2 separate regions of the Mus musculus genome follow, and region 1 is linked to region 2. The links are chromatin contacts, called in public Hi-C maps. All regions are on one chromosome and are shown on one strand. The core of a region is the stretch at or near the end of the contact, and the rest is flanking DNA. Distances in the headings are between cores, read along the strand shown.

Region 1 (3,189 bases), core at 550-3,049, 370 kb after region 2:
AGTGGCAGCTGTAGGGATGGAGACAGAAGCAGTGGAGATCTGTGTGGCCAGAGAGGATTGAAGGATGGTTTAGGCAGATGGGGGTGCAATGAGTCACAGCCTGCAGTTCAGAGCTCAGTGTGTACTGAATGACAGCTCTGGGGTTGTAGATAATGACCTCTGTTTAGGCCTCAAAGATCATCTGTGTTGCACAGAAAGGGTTCTTTGGTTAACAGCTTCTTCTAGAACAGCGTCTTTCAACCTGTAGATCTTGACCTCTTTAAGGGTCACATATCAGCTATCCTGCATATCAGATATTTACATTATGATTAGTAATAGTAACAAAACTACTGCATGAATTGGCAATGAAAATAATTGTATGGTTTGGGGTCACCACAACATGAGGAATTGTATTAAATAGTCACAGCATTAGGAAGAGTAAGAACCACTAGCTCTAGAATATTCTGGGTTAATGGCTGGAGATTGGGTGTGCTATAGGAGAGAGTAGTTTAGCTGACCCACCCTGTAATGATCCCTACCTAGAGATGACCAGCGTGAAAACCCTAGGTAACATCTCAGGCAGCAGGCCATCTTTCCTGGAGTAGATTCCTGTGGGGAGTGTCCTGGTCAGAGGGTAGGGTGGGAAATCTTTCCTGTGTTGAAAGTCAGGGCTTATTTTTAGGACAACAATGACTTGGCAGTATCAATGTCCTCTCTAACTTTATCTCGGGAGGTTTTGCCTGGAGAACAGTGTTGACAGCTGTGAGAACACACACAGCTACAGTGAGTGCACTTGTCCCTCTGGTCCACAGTGGAATTCTCAGAGGTATGGGAACCAGTGCCCTCACAGGCTGTTGGGGAAACCTACCACCTCCCCTCTCTTGACACTTGCTTTAGATCAGATTCAGTGTGAGCTGATGCCCTGGGCCACTGGTCAGCAAAGCCAGCTTGGATCTTGGCTAGCTGGAGAACAATTTAACTGACAGTCACCTGGGTTCCTTGATCCTAACAGGGACTCCTTTGAGAGCTTGTCCATTCCTGTGGGCAAGAGGTCTGGACTCTCTCAACCAGAGCTGAGCCAGCTCAGATGCCTCCCACTTAGATCCTGGCCTCTCCAGGTGGGGTCCATGTCAATCCTTTTCTTCCCTTTCCCGTGGCTCACCCTGGATACAAGTTCCTGAGTTCCTGGAACAACCCAGATTTCCAATTTCTCTCTAGTTGATCTTTTGAATACTCTTGGACTTCCCTGACCCAGTGTGTCAACTTTCAGGCTAGAAATACTGAGGACACATGAGACCCTCAACAAATGTTTCACTGTCTGCAATTGCTGGGGTCTTCAGGTCTCCAGAAAGCCCGCTCTTTGGCTGGAGTTAATACTATGGCTTAGAAAGGAAGGACTGAGGGCTTGGGATACATAGCATAGCTCAGTTGGCAGAGTTTACCTAGCATGCATGAAGTTCTGGGTTCCATCCCTAGCATGAACTGGTACATACATACACACACACACACACACACACACACACACACACACACACACACCTGTAATCCTAGCACTTAGGAGATGAAATCAGGAGTATCAGAAATTTAAGATCAGCCTCAGCAACACTGCATGTTAGAGGCCTGTTTAGGAAAAGTGAGGCCCTGTTTAACAAAAAAGGAGCAGGGGTTGGTGGGGCAGGCTGGACCAGATTCTACAGAGTGGTACAGAAGCATGGGTGAGGACAGTGCCTGTGGGCTGCAGAGCCACTGTCAATGGCTGGGTCTTCAGGGATCCAAGGAGTGCCCAGGCAGCTTGTTCCCTCCCTCCCTAACTTCCTTCCTCCCATGAAACAATTACTGTGGCCTTCCTGTGTTGTCTGTTAATTGGTCATGAGATCCGTCCCAGCTGTGCCCTGGGGAACTGGAAACCAGCCGTGTGCCCTGGGGGTGGGGGTGGGTGAAAGGGGAGCAGTTGGTTCATCTTGAAACTCAACCTCTGTGTCCTCACCCTCTGCCCACCAGCTGCCTTGACACTGTATTTGGCAGAATGGGCACAGGCTCTATGTTGAAGGAAAGGACCCAGGCCTCTCTTGTGTAGCCAGCAGTGAATATCTTACACAGCTTTGCATGCCCCTTGCTTTGCTCTGGGAGTTCACATAGTAGGTCTTCAATTAATGCTTGTTATTAGAGCTTTGCTTAGTAGGTATGCAGTTAATGCCTGTCACTGGGGCTTCACATAGTAGGCATTCAGTTAATGCCTGTCACTGGAACTTCATAGTCAGGTTTCTGCATGGCTCCCAGAGGCTCCATGCAGAACCTGTGGCTTCTGGCCCTGTGATCGCAAGACTCAAAATGGCCAAAGGTAGCTTTTCTGAGCTTCCCACACCATTCCTCATAAACGTTCCCACCTGGACTCAAGACTGTAGCTGCTGGGGTCACTGAGGGGCCATCGGCACATCCCACTCCCCTACCTAGCATTCTCTGCAAGGAAGGGAGGGAGTGATGATGGTTTAATGAGCATGACTTCTGTTCTTACTTCTTCCCGAAGACATTAGCCACGAGTCAAATAGCTTGTGAGCAATTCCCTGGAGGTTTTCTTTTGAGCTTAAAGAAGAAGAAGAAAAAACAAAACAAAACAAAACAACCTAATTTGTGGAGTGGGTACAGAAGCTATACTTGTAGCCCCCAAATTCACAGGGGTCTCTTGCCCTGAGGACAGATCCCTGTGTCAATACATAGCTACCTCATCTAATATTTAAGGTGACAGTTCTCTTGGTTGACTTCTGCCCAAGGCATATTATTAGAATGTGGCCGAAGCTCATTCACTGGGGGCACATGAATTCTATTGCTCCCATTCACTGGGGACATCATTCAGTCAGGGACCTGGGCAAAATGTAGCTTTCTGCTGTCGACTGGGAGCAGTGGACCTACCAGCCAGGAGGGTGGGAAAAGAACATTAATGTCTCTGAGGGGAAAGAGCCCTCTCATGTACCCTAGCAGACTGCTCTGTGGAGGAGTCGCATCTTAGAGCTGGGGTCTATCTGCTCAGGGCTGCACTGATCAAAAGCCTTTCGAGAAAGTATGTGCTTCAAGAAGTGCCCTCCCAGACCATCCTGAGGCTGGCAATGTTCAGGATATCTGGGCTTGTGCAAGTGTTTGAATCTGTCATTACAAGTGGGTATAGATCCCAGGCCTTTACATCTGTTGCTTCAGGTTTTTATTCTGGTTTTC
Region 2 (3,342 bases), core at 191-2,690:
CAGAGACTACTTCCTGGGTTCTTCCTGAGGTGCAAGCACAGCAGTGCCCACTTGGCCTCTGGTATTTAAGGGACCGGGACAAAGGATCTCAGGGCCTGACATTTGGACAGTTGTCATTTTAGCCCCACAGCTTGAGTCATTTCCACCTTTGTCCTTTCAGCCCCAAAGCCATGCAGTGCAGCTTGGGTTTACCAGAGATCTGTGTATTCTGTCTCCCTAGAGATGGTGGGAATTAGGTGTCCCCAGCCCTGTCACCCCCTTCCTCGTGCCATGCCTCCTCCTGTCTGCCCAGGCGCACCGTGAGGGACGGTCTCAGTCTTCCCGCTCTTGCCGCTGGCCTTCTGTCTGTGCGCTTGCTGACGAGGTGTGCTCCCTGCGCCACTGTGCCTCCTCTGTCCTAAAGTCCTTTTCATACGTGTTTACTGTCATTTTAACAAGGCTTAGGGGTAGGAGCTGCTGTTAGTAACTGACAGCTCCTTGTAATTCTTAATATTGGCTTTACTTTTGTATTTAACTGTTTGCTTGGGATGTCCAGTCTTCCTTGGCTCTTAAATGTAGACATGCTGTCTGCTCATTTGTACTGTCAGAGCCTTGCGTAGACCAGCCGACAGGGAGAGAGCACCATAAACAGGGTCTGTCTTATTTAGCCTTGTTTTTCCTATTTTTAGTATATAAACTATGTTTCTAAAGATTTATTTATTTAATTAATCTATATGTGTACACTGTAGCTGTACATCTGGTTGTGAGCCTTCATCTGGTTGTTGAGAATTGAAATTTTTTTTTAGGACCTCTGTTTGCTCCAGTCAGCCCACTCGCTTCAATCAACCCCTATCGCTCAATCCCTGCTTGCTCTGTCCCAAAGACTTATTTATTATTATACATAAGTACACTGTGGTCCCTGCTTGCTCTGTCCCAAAGATGTATTTATTATTATACATAAGTACACTGTGGCTGTCTTTGGACGTACCAGAAGAGGGTGTCAGGTCTCATTATGGGTAGTTGTGAACCACCATGTGGTTGCTGGGATTTGAACTCAGAACCTTCGGAAGAGCAGTCAGTGCTCTTACTTGCTGAGCCATCTCTCCATCCCCCAAAATATGTTTCTAAACTAAATCAAAAGTAAATCATGGCAGATAATTTTTCTCCTTTTCAAAAGTAAACACTGCTGAATTATAGCTCATGCCTATGGTCCCAGCACTTGAAAGACAGAGGTAGAAAGATGAGCAGTTCAAGGCCATTCTGAACTCAGTGAGTCGAGACCAGCCTGGGCTCAGATTGTTCCCCAAAATAAAATAAAGCATAAGCACTGAGATTAAATTGTAGTAATGCTAATCTGAGTTTTGGGATCAGAGGACAAAAGGCTACTGCAGAGCAGTGCACCTTTGGATGACTCATAGTACTCAGGCTAATGCCTGTAAACTTGGATGTGCAATTAGGCAGCTCATTATGCTGCAAATGCAATTACATGCTCAAAGACAGCTCCTCCCTTTGGCTCACCCAGTCTGTGATCGCTCATTATAAAGCCTCAGCTGTCAAAATTGGGAAACACAAGTGGTGCTGGTGGGTCTTATAGCCAACATGGAATAAGCTATAGAAGGAAATCTTTATATTATAACTTAGCTAAGTTTGATATTTATTTGCTACAGGAAGCAATAGTGTGTGTGTGTGTGTGTGTGTGTGTGTGTGTGTGTGTGTGTGTGTGTGTGTATTCTAGTACAGTACCATCATCTCTTTCTTACCTGTAATTTTTATTTTTAAAAAACTATTGTTTTCTTTTTTATAACTGACCTGATTCCTTAGGACTCAAGTTTTACCTGGATTGACATTAATGAGGCTTTCTTATCTTCATTTTGTCTTGTCTTAACGCAGTGATATGAATATACGTGATTCTGTTATAGACATTCTTAATGTGTTTAACAATGGGACACTAACCCAGATAGCACCTGACATTTCATATAACCTACGTTATATTTACTCTATTACTATTTTTTAAGATGCCAAATGTTCTGTGCTGTAAAGCCTGGGCCCAGTTATTTCTGATGAAGGTGATAGCTTCATGGGGAGAATGGCAGTTTACTGTTTGGACCTAGGTTTAAGCCCCAGGAGTCTGACTTTATCCCTTCGAGTGGTCACTGAGGTCACAACAGTGTGCACTTGGCCTCTGGCATTCAAGGGACTAGGAATGGTGGTGTTTTATTGCTTGAATCCCAGAATTTCTGTCTGTTTTTTTTTTTTTTTTTTTAATTTCTGTCTGTTTTTAAAATGCCCTGAAAATAATTAAAATAACTTAATAGTTAACTTGAGTGGCTGCCAAGTGATAGGATTATTCTATAGTGACCTCAGTGACCACTTGAAGGGATAAAGTCAGACTCCTGGGGCTTAAACCTAGGTCCAAACAGTAAACTGCATCAGCATTGCTGATAGTCAGCAACTATAGTTCTGTTTTTTTTTTTTTTTTTGGACTTGCTTACTTATTTGTGTATTGTATATATATGTGGCCACACACGTGTTGTGGTCAGAGAACAACTTTTTACACCATGTGGGTCCCAGGGATAGAACTTAGGCTGCCAGGCTTAGGCAGTGGGCACCAGACTAGACAGTGGGCGCCTTTACCACGGCCAATTGAGCCATCTCATCCTCTCAGGACCTGGAATGTGTTAAGTGAGTTCTCTGAGCTACAGCTCCTAGCTCAGAAAGCATGGCATGGCTGATGGAAAGTTAACAGGTCATCAGATGTTAAAAAAAAAAGTTTTTCTCAAGTTATAAAAGCAAAACTTAGTAATTAGTGTGTCTAAGGAGGATTATCTGACATGTAACATTATGCCTTGGAAGACAGCAAGGGACTTTGATACGTTAATATGTAGTCATTGTAAATATAACAAATCATGACCATGGTTTTTTCAACTTACTGGTAGGTCTGTGAGGAAAGCCCTAGTGTGGAGGAGTGCAGAGTTAACACCTTTAGTAAGCTCCACTTCCTCACGGTGGCTGTGAGGTCTGTATGGAAAGGAAGTGGGAAATGTGCTCAATAAAGTCACAAATAGGTTTAATCCTGGACTTGGTGGAAAATTTAATGGCCACAAATCTGTTTGTAGAGATTATTTATCATAAGTAGGCCTGTCTCCCGAGAAACAAATTAAAATAATTCCATGAAAATCCAGGTAAGTAATCAAAAGGAAAGTCACAAGACATTATAAAAGAAGCCTGGGGCCCTGTGAGGTGGCTCAGCAGGTAAACGTGCCTCCCACTAAACCTCATAACCTGAGTCCCTGTAACACACATTGTGAGGAAGAGGGCCATTCCCTGACAGTTGTCCTCTGACCTCTGTAGGACACCCCCCCA

The links. A called contact is a pair of places that touch in the nucleus more often than the background predicts.
Region 1: a Hi-C map of the N1E-115 cell line shows a contact between it and region 2, with 3 times the contacts expected there. The contact joins two enhancer-like sites. A contact is called at or near these places in 1 of 484 Hi-C or Micro-C datasets (the N1E-115 cell line) and 3 of 115 datasets of contacts at active chromatin or transcription factors (embryonic stem cells and extraembryonic endoderm stem cells).

Annotation. Positions count from the first base shown.
Region 1 is chr12:17,768,917-17,772,105 of GRCm38.p6, forward strand. The region is part of intron 2 of Hpcal1 (hippocalcin-like 1); the gene reads left to right. Among named protein-coding and RNA genes, the nearest start is that of Gm51995, 33 kb to the left of the region's middle. Within about 2 kb of position 1,800, at least 61 of the 459 cell types and tissues checked have an H3K27ac peak or open chromatin away from gene starts, as enhancers often do. A contact at or near this core is called in the N1E-115 cell line, where this site is marked.
Region 2 is chr12:17,395,916-17,399,257 of GRCm38.p6, forward strand. The region is part of intron 13 of Nol10 (nucleolar protein 10); the gene reads left to right. Among named protein-coding and RNA genes, the nearest start is that of Gm36752, 39 kb to the right of the region's middle. Within about 2 kb of position 1,441, at least 13 of the 459 cell types and tissues checked have an H3K27ac peak or open chromatin away from gene starts, as enhancers often do. A contact at or near this core is called in the N1E-115 cell line, where this site is marked.